Regions from separate parts of the Sus scrofa genome. Here regions 2 and 3 are each linked to region 1. A link is a contact called in public HiChIP or PLAC-seq and promoter capture Hi-C data. All regions are on one chromosome and are shown on one strand. The core of a region is the stretch at or near the end of the contact, and the rest is flanking DNA. Distances in the headings are between cores, read along the strand shown.

Region 1 (3,199 bases), core at 332-2,831:
TGGGGCCCTGGTGCATGCAGGGCCCACTGAGAAACACATCTGCCTACTTCCCAGTACTTCCCTTTTTGAGCTGCATCGGAAGCTTTGGTCCCCCAAAGGACATAGGTTAAAACAGTGGCAGAAAAACCCAAAAAGTAACACTCACTTTATTAATCCAGATCAGCCCTGGGATTTGGTTGGAATTAATTTGCATCTCTAGCCAGGGTCTCATGCGCATCCGAGTGATGGGCATGTTGGCTGTAAAGAGAAGACAGAAGGCTCCTGTTTGGACTGTCGAGAAGCCCCTGGACATTACCCTACCCCACCCCAGGTCATTCATTTACCCTCCCTTGCCCTCTGCCAGGTACCAAGTACTACAATTGTAGTACTACAGCTGGGAAGAGGGCTTTCTCTGGAATAAAACCACCCTCCGAATCTTGTTATCACCTTGAGCAAAACATTTTTTCTTCACTCCCTCCCTCCTAGACAGTCTTGGGAAGAGAGAGGCATGCAAGTGATGGTTCAGGATATATGTGTAGGAAGAGACAAAAACAAGCAAAAAAAAAAAAACAAAAAACAAAACAGAAACCAGGTATCTAAATTCCAGAACTTTTCTCTCAAAATTCAAATCCTTTGGGAAGCTAGGGCCTTCTTTTGCTTAATGCCAGAAATTTCCATACTTGAGTTGTTGCCACTAGCTGTCCACTTTCCCTTAGGGACAAGGAGGCACCCTGCATTCTGGACCACCACCCCCTCCCGCCCAGCCTCCCCCCCCCATCTATTCTATTCTACACCTCCCTAACAGCCACAGTGCAAAGGCCAGGACGCTAACCATTCCCGCCAGACTCCCCTCCTCGGGCTTAGTGGCCCAAGGAACACCTGTGGCGCCTCCTCCCGGGGCCCGGGGAGATCCTCCAGCCACCCTGGTCAGCAAGCCCCAGACCCCGCCACCTGCATAGACCGCCTGAAACCTGGGGCCTGTGCGCGAGCTGGGGCCACAGATAGCTGACGCCAGGAGCACAGGGCGCCCACGCGCCGACGTACACTCGAGTCCCGTGGATGCGCGCAACCAACACACAAGGGCCACCCAGAGGCCGCCCGCGGCTTCGCGCACACAGATCTGCGACAGCGGCCGGGCGCCGGCAACCTTGGCCGGGTAGGCGGTCCATGCAGCGGTCCGCCTCCCCTCCCGCCTGCCCCCACCCGGCGCAGCCGCTCGCCGCTCCTCCAGCGCCCTCCTGAGCCCGCGCCGGGACCCAGGCAACGCCGCGCGCCCGCCACTCTCCCGGCTAGGGTTTTCGGTCCCTACTTCCTTGTGCCCTGCGCGCCTTTGTTCGACGCCACCGATGCCTCCCGCGGAGAAGGTGTGCTCACCTCGGCAGCAAGCGCTATCCGGCAGTGGTGCCCGAGGGTCCCGGCGCTGCAAGGGCTGCTGTGTGGGCGCGAGGAGCGCGATTCCCGGTGGGAGCGAAGAGAAGGCAGAGGATGCCCGGGCCGCGGAGCCGCTGGGCACGGCTGGCCTTGGCTTGGCACGGCTCCCGTTGGCCTCTGCTCGGCCGGGCTCGAGCGCACGTCCTGCCTGGACGAAGGAGTGGCGCGCACTGCCTGAACCGCGACGCGGGCGAGAAATCTAAACACTTAGCGGGATTCCCCCAGCCCAGGCCCGGCCCCGCCTCCTAAAGAGCCGCGAGGGCGCCCATTGGCCGGCGCCGCCTCATCATTTCGGGGAAATCAGGCTGTTGTAGAGCTAGCGGCGAAGGGGAAGTACAGGGCGGCTGCCCCTCCCCACCCCCTCCGGCCTGGCGCCGCCGCCCCGGGGCGACCGCGGGCCCGCCCCGCCGGCTCCCACTCCACCCCCACAGCAGCTCGCCCCGGAGAAAGGCTGTCCTGGAAAGCCAAACGCCCCCGGCCCGCAGTTACTCCTGTCACTCAGCACTCCCCAACCTGCTAGCTGCCATGGCCATCTCTTCGTCTTCCTTTATGGAGGGTAGGGACAGCAGTCTCCCCAGGCCCGGTGAGGGGGTCACCTGGGCACCTGCCTCCTCCTTAAGAGTGGAGGCCAGGACTGAATCTCCAAAACCAACCTGCTTCCTCAAGTCCGGAAATGGGGTGTCAAGAGGGAGGGTTTTGGCTCTCAAAAGGTCGCCTTTTTGAGGAGTGACCTACCTCCAGGTCACTCACCTGCCCTGGGGAAGTAAAGGAAAGCATACCCTGTTTGGGACTGCCTGGACAGGTTGGCCCCTGCTGGTGCAGCCTGCCAAGGGACTCGTGGGTATCTCAGTTTCCAGTAACAATAACCGTATCTTGCTGGCTTTACAGTGACAAAAAGGGCTGATGTCTATAAAGCGCCATGCCCTACTTGGGCTACAGATGATGCATGATTTGCAAGGTCCCTGTCCAGAGTCTAATAGTGATCAGGGAGGGATCTCTTCCACTTCTCTGTCTACTTCCTTGGGACTGCCCCACGACTGGCCTTAGGGAAAGGAAGAAGGGTTTCAGAAAACCCAGGACTGCTGAATTGGGGTAGGGGTGGGGTAGCCTTGGTTCCTCCTAGCCCTCTTCCTTTAGGCCACATCCACAGACTCACGTGGCACTTGCATCGGAGCCCCACTGTGGAAGCATTGGTGTAGTCTCTGGGCCCTCAATGCTTAGTCCAGAGGGTTTCTGGGCAACATGAGGGAATTGCTTAGGGCTGAGCAAGGCTGTGGGTCTAGCGGAAGGGTTGGAAAGTCCAGGTCCTAAGCTTCTTGGGAATGGCAGCTCTTTAACTCTTGTGCTTACAACTAGACCTTGCCCTGCTTGTGCTCCTAGTGACTGGACTATGTTCATTTTTCTATCCAGAACTCTGGCCTAGCAGGCTGCTTCCTTCACCTCCCCAAAGCTGCTGACTCAGAAGTAAATCACTCTTCCAGGCCAGGCTGGTGGTATCACTCCTGTCACCCAAGCTCGCCCTCTGTAGCAGCCCCCAATTTCAATGTTACAAGCTATAAATAGACACTTTGATGCAGCATTCCACCTGTCAGTCACACTACAGCTCCCTCCCACGGAAGAAATGGATGGGTTAATCCAATTCTGGTACACCCAAATCTGATGCTGTAAGACCAAGCTTGGTTCCCAGGAAACCAACAGGAATGGGTCAGAGCTGTCTCCCAGATACTGATGGGTGCAGAGAGGGAGGAGAAACTGGGAGAAATGAGCCTAGCTGGGTTTTAAGCAAAGT
Region 2 (3,199 bases), core at 204-2,703, 500 kb after region 1:
TCGAACTCTGCATCTTAGTCTGAACTCCACACGCAAGCATCGCAGATTTGTATCTTCAACTTCCTATAAACGACAGTCTTTGCGAAAGAAAAGGCAGTAAGGAGACTCCTCCAACTCCTGGATCCCATGATCCATCCTCAAAGAGTGGAAGGAACAGCAAAGTGGAAGGAACAAAGCACTGACGTCAATTACGAGATTAACCCCGAGCACCGGCAGCTGGAGGAAAGGCCTACACATCCATATCCAAATACAAGCTATCGGGGTAACGAGCTGGACCGATTCAGAAGTTATGGGGGGGGGTGTTCCAGTATTACACCCCCAACATTCCCATTTTTAGTCAACCCCCTTAACCAGCCGAAGGCGGAAATTTTTTTCCCTTTTTTTTTTTTCCTTTTTGCGGGGGAGGGAGGGGGAGGAGGAGGAGGAGGAGGAGAAGGAGGAGGACGTGCGCAGGATCGCGAGAAGGAAAGCGAGAACTAGTTGGGTAATGCTAGCCAGCATCTAGGCCCTCTTTTCTCTTCAACTAGAAACACCCTGAAATTCAGGAGGGGCTTTAAAAGCAACGATGCAGTCGAAGGAATTTCTGAGGGCAAGAATGGATTGAGAAATGGAAGGGGAAAGACAAAACTGGGAAAAGATGGATTTCTGGGAATTTTTGTTAGGATTGGGTTAGCCATTTCATTAATGTTTTGTGTGTGTATAAGGGTAGGGGGCTGGAATGCGAAGGCGAAAAGAGATGCCGGATCGAGCAGCCCGAGCCCGGAGGGTCCCTCCGAATCCGGAGGCGGACCCCGTCCTCCCCTCCCCCACTCCCCCGCCGCCCGGCCCGGCCCTCCGTCAGTCCGTCGGTGCTTCTCACCTCCAGTCCCGGCTCCGCTAGGCCCGAACCATCTCCCGGCTGCGGCAGTGGCAGCGCCGGGCCTGCACCTTCACCGGACGCGCATTCGAGCCCGCCCGAGGGGCGGCGACAGGCTGCCAAGGGCGAGGGGCTCCGGGCGGCGGCGGCGGCGAGGGTTCGGGAGGTCTCGAAAAGCGCAGGCGGCGGCGACGCAGCTCACACGGCACAGGCGGAGGTCCCGCCCCGCTCCATGACGGTCGAGGCCTGGCCGGGAGGGCCGGCTGAGGCGGGCTGACGAGGACCTGGCACCGGGATCCCCGCCCCGTCCGCTGGCGGCGGCGGCGGCGACGGCGGCTCGACTCCCGCAGCCAGGGCTGTGACTGACGCAGCGGCCGCGCCACCCATGTGACCAGGGCCGGGCGGGGACGAGGCGTCACGTGGCGACGCCGGGCCCCTCCCCTCCAGAAAAGCGGAGGGCTGCGGGGCCTGCAGTGCCGGGAGGTGACGTCGGGGGGTGGTGACGTGCGCGGCGCTCGGGGCCGAAGACCGTGGCCCGGCCGGGTACTGGCCCCGGCGGCTTAGGCCCGAGCCCTCGGGCCCGGCGGCCGCGTCGGGCCGAGGGGGCGGAGCGTGACCGGGCCTGCGCCTCCCGCGCGCGCACCTCGCACGGCGTAGCCGCTAGCGAGGTTCGGAAGGGCGGGGCCGGGCTGAGCCGGATCTACCGGTTCTGGGGCTCAGGGGGTTGGGCGGACGGCCCCTTCTGGGGGTGTGGCCGAGCCTGAAGCCCCCCTAGACCCTCGGCCTCCTGCTGACGTTGAAGCCCGGAGTCAGTCCAGCGGCCCTCGCGGGTCCGGCCGAGAAAGGAAGGCTGCGGGGAGTTTCTCTACCGGAGGCCGCCCAGAACCTGGCTTGATCACCCGCGAAGCCAGGCAGGCCTTTTTTTTTTCTTGGTCATCTAAGCATCTTCGGCCGTGAATACTTTTCGTCAAGATAACGTTTTCCACACTTTGCTTCTAACATCCTCGGGGAAGCTGTAATTGAGAGTAAAGTAATAGTTATAGACTAGACAGAATTTTCAGAGGGTCTCACAGAACCCAGTGTGGTTAACTGTCCAGAGAAGTGACTTTGGGGTTATTATTTGGAAAACACTTGATAATTTCCTGCCTCTTAGATGATGTCTTTCTATAAAGGAGCCTGGTGAAGCCGTTTTTTTCACTTTCTACGAGCTAATTTTGAAGCAAGCATTTTAAAGATGTCTAAAAATGAAATGCAAGGCTTTTGAGGAGATTTATGATAAACTATAAGGAATGTGCGTATGAATATGTTTTTATCAGCCCTAAAGCTGGTAATTCATCAGCATCAATAGAAGTTTCTTCCTTTTCAAAATTCTGAAGTGACCACAGAATTTTGCTAAACACGCCTTTAAGCTAAACACTTGATGTAGATTTTATATATCTATTTGGAAGTGTATTCATGTAAAACTAAAAATGAACTGTGACAAAACAGTGAAAAATAATCGATGCTCCCATCCCTACCATTTTAACTACTCCAGTTCTGGAGGCAGTCATTTAGCATTTTCTCAGTAGCTTTCCCAAAACATTTATAAATATATTTTATTTTATTTTTTATTTTGTTGTCTTTTTAGGGCTGCACCCGCAGCATATGGAGGTTCCCAGGCTAGGGGTCAAATCAGAGCCACAGCAATGCCAGATCCAAGCTGCATCTGCCACCTACACCACAGCTCATGGCAATGCTGGATCCTTAACCCACTGAGCAAGGCGGAGGATCAAACCTGCATCCTCATGGATACTAGTCAGATTCACATCTGCTGAGCCACAGGGGAACTCCCTAAATATATCTTAAAGTCCAGTTATACATATTTTTTACACAAGTGATCACATACTATATATACTATTAAGTTCCTTCCTTTTCTCAATCAAAATATCTGGATATGTTTCCATATTAACACTGAAAGAACTGCCTCACTCTTCTACGAGCAGTATAATATTCTATTTTATGTAAATAGCATATATATATTTTTTTAACAAATCCCCTACAGGTGGACATTAAGGTTGTTGTCAAGTCTTTACTAAATTACAAACTAAGCTGCAACTAGTAATCATAAGAAGAACAACTATACCTATAAATCCTTAGATTGCAATGTTTAGGTCAAAAGGTATTTTCCATTTGAATGGATATTGCCAAATTAACCTCCACAGATGTGCCAATTTAATTTGCTTTTTTCATATTCTGTCTAGGAAGATTTACAAGGCTGTACTGGAACAGAGTGAAGGTGGAGAGTGACAATAAGATTACCATTTTACACAACAATTAAAGTATTAAAACATTGAAGATATTTCC
Region 3 (3,199 bases), core at 448-2,947, 400 kb after region 1:
AACAAACAAAAACAAAACAAAACAAAAAACCCAGCATTTTTCTCCTGGAGAGTCTTTAAAAAAAACTATAATAAAGACGCCAGGCTTGTGGAGATCCCGTCATGGCTCAGTGGTTAACGAATCCAACTGGGAACCAAGAGGTAGCGGGTTCGATCCCTGGCCTTGCTCAGTGGGTTAAGGATCCAGTGCTGCCACGAGCTGTGGTGTAGGTCGCAGACGCAGCTCGGATCCGGTGTTGCTGTGGCTCTGGCGTAGGCTTTTGGCTACAGCTCCGATTCGACCCCTAGCCTGGGAACCTCCATATGCTGCGGAGTGGCCCTAGAAAAAGCAAAGAGACAAAACAAACACCAGACTTGTTAAGAAAACACTCTTAAGTCCTTACAACTGAATCAAAGAAGACTTAATTGTCTAAGTTGATTTAGAACACTTGAGATTGACAACAAATGGAGATTCTAAACCTACTATAACAATACAGGACTTTAAGGAAGGGGGATTTTAAATAGCTACATACGAACGGCTGGGTTACAAGGGTTTTCAGTTTCGGGTTAGTGAATATAGTTTTTTTTTCCTTTTAATAGCGCTGCTCCCTTCTCACACTCACGTAAGATCACTGATGAACACTTTGTTCTTCTAAGGATCGACTGTTCCACATGGGGACTTAAGCTTTCTCCTCACAGAAAGCAACAAACATGAGGAAAATATCCAATTTAATAAAGCAGACCAACAGCTGAGATTTTAGGCACATTTCCATGCCAGCATTTGGTAGAATAGGAAAAATAAGCAAATGGAAATCAAAATACCTCATTTCCAGTCTTGACTTGTGATCCTGGACAACACGCTCACCTCTGTCAGCACTTTCCCCAGCCTTTAGAGCCACTAAGTCTTTTTTTTTCTTTTATCAAGGCCACAGCGGCATATTGAAGTTCCCAAGCTAGGGGTAGAACTGGAGCTGCGTCTGTGACCTACAGTTCCGCAGCTCACAGTAATGCCGGATCCTTAACCCACTGAGTGGGGCCAGGGTTCGAACCCATATCCTCAGATACTAGATGGGTTCCTTACTGCCAAGCCACAACAGGAACTCCAAGTCTCTTCTAGCTCTAAAATTGCATCATATTAGCCCACCTTAACTCACGGGAGCATTGGGCAAAAACAACAAGATCAAGTACCGCATTTGCTTGTATTTGGATATTGAGTATCACAAAGTACAACACAAGTCAAGGAGCAAGGCCCAGCTTCTTTCAGCAATTGAAATGCAGACCCTTTGTCTCCCTCCACCCATTAAGCCATATACTCCTACACACCTGTCACCTGGTCCCCAGGAGCCTGCTTATGCTGGGCACAGGGTGTGAAGAGCCGGACAGTGTTGTAGAGGTGACTTCTGTTGGCTTTGGGGATCCCCTCCTTGGTAGCATATGTTTTATACAGCCTCTTCATGTAGCGCAAAGCTCTGGAGTCTGGCTGCAGCCTGGGCAACCCCCCATGCCCATCATACAGAACATTGAAGAGGGGGGAAGGGAGGCCAGATCTGTGTCTCTCATCTGGAGGCCGCAGCAAGGACCAAGGCTCAGCCTCAGATTCCAACACAGCACTAGTTGCAAAGTGAGCTTCTCTTCTAGAAGCCTGAGAACCACAGCTAACAGGAAAACAGAACAAGGCAAAGCAGCAAAAACAAAGGAAGAATTTTCTGGGAAGCGCCATAGTTTGGAAGAACTAGCAGGGAACACATTTCCCCATACCAGTCTTCTTAAAAACCAGGAAGAGCAAAGGTTGGTTTCTTAAATAAATTTTAGGTGTGTGGGTGGGCTAGGTTCATTTCTGTAATCAGACCTCAAGGATGCCTAGCTGAAGATAATTTTTATCAGCTGTGTGTCGGCTATAACACCCTATTTATTCAATTTGTCCTAATTAGATACAGATTTACTTGGTTATTCAGCTTCGGTCTCCCTTTTCCCCTGAGATTTACTTAAACATCTCAAGTTGCTATACTAATCGACTAGCTGTGCAGCTGAAAGGCTAAGAGGAATTAAGGAATGACCTTAAAAACACCAATTTTTTTGTGAGAGATTAGGATTCTTAAAACGTTTCTTAGGTGCTTGCTGAAATTCCCATGACATGCGGAAAAGCTAATTTATTATTCATGATGATACGCAGATCTGTTGGTATGCAATTTATGGTATTAGGTTTACTCCTTTCATTCTCACCACCTCTCCGCTTCCAGGTGCTTAGAATAATTATTTACTGCAAGTTACTTCGGAGGGTGAAAGTCACAACTGGCACTGAAATTCCAGAGAGCAGAGAACTGTTAAGTTCCCTAGTTCTGAAAAGGAGCTTAGGAAGGATGTATAATTGGAAGACTGCAACATGCTTTAAAAAGTAGGACGTCACCTTTGATCCTGACATTTTAAAATGTAGTATCTTGATGTCTTTACTTTCCACATTTATCTATACATACTTTTAGTTGAAAGGTTTAGATATTTTCAGGTGCTGGAAAATCAAAGTTTTATTTTTCATCGATCGTCCAGAAGGTGGGAGAATTTTCTAGGGTATTTGTGTTTTCATCTGTTTCAAGTATGTTCTTGCCTCTGGTCTGAGATTAGGTTAGAGATAATGTTTTAGAGAAAGAAGACAAGGCTGCACCTTAAATAGCTGAGTACACTCAAGGTACAAGATAAAGAAGCCGTCTATTCAGTACCTAGGCTGATAAAACCGAGGTATATCTGTAAATTTTAGGTTTATCGCCTGTTCAGCCTCCCTGGCCCTTGGTTAGGAAGGGTTATAAAACACAACCAAACTGCTGAAAACGAGCTTGGTCTTAAATGACATATGACCAGCAATTCCGTGTACGGAACATTCACAGATACGCTGCATCAAATGAAAAAGTCAGTCAGCTGTACAGGGCGGCAGTAGCCGCCTTAAGTAGAAAGCATTTTCCAAACAAAAACAAAAACAAAAAACGGCATCACCTGCAACATTCCTGCCTCCCTTCCTTGGAAATGGAATGAATTGTGGGTCACGTGACATCCCGCTCTAGGCTGAACTCTGTCGGGGTGGGGGAGCGGGGGCTATGGAGGTCGCCTCTTGCCACCACTAACAGCAGTTCATCAGTTGCTGGACAATTATTTGAGGTCTCCCGTGGCTGAGTTTAAGGAAACGTTTTTATTCTCTCTCGGGAAAACCTACACCCTACCAGTGAAATATA

Evidence for each region. Promoter capture Hi-C pulls out the DNA fragments that hold promoters and counts their contacts. HiChIP or PLAC-seq counts read pairs in DNA pulled down with a chosen protein or histone mark.
Region 2: a contact with region 1 is called in a promoter capture Hi-C map of fetal skeletal muscle, with 8 times the contacts expected there. The contact joins the promoter of AFF4 here to the promoter of IRF1 in region 1. A contact is called at or near these places in 1 of 5 promoter capture datasets (fetal skeletal muscle) and 1 of 2 datasets of contacts at active chromatin or transcription factors (alveolar macrophages).
Region 3: an H3K27ac HiChIP or PLAC-seq map of alveolar macrophages shows a contact between it and region 1. The contact joins the promoter of GDF9 here to the promoter of IRF1 in region 1. A contact is called at or near these places in 1 of 5 promoter capture datasets (fetal liver) and 1 of 2 datasets of contacts at active chromatin or transcription factors (alveolar macrophages).

Annotation. Positions count from the first base shown.
Region 1 is chr2:134,782,065-134,785,263 of Sscrofa11.1, forward strand. It overlaps IRF1 (interferon regulatory factor 1), which reads right to left and starts at 1,582. Exons shown (of 10, transcript NM_001097413.1): 1 at 1,354-1,582; 2 at 146-237. The coding sequence starts at 232. The region is part of intron 11 of SLC22A5 (solute carrier family 22 member 5); the gene reads left to right.
Region 2 is chr2:135,282,478-135,285,676 of Sscrofa11.1, forward strand. AFF4 (AF4/FMR2 family member 4) reads right to left here and starts at 1,454. Exons shown (of 21, transcript XM_021084750.1): 1 at 860-1,454.
Region 3 is chr2:135,182,754-135,185,952 of Sscrofa11.1, forward strand. GDF9 (growth differentiation factor 9) reads right to left here and starts at 1,698. Exons shown (of 2, transcript NM_001001909.1): 1 at 1,302-1,698. The coding sequence starts at 1,698.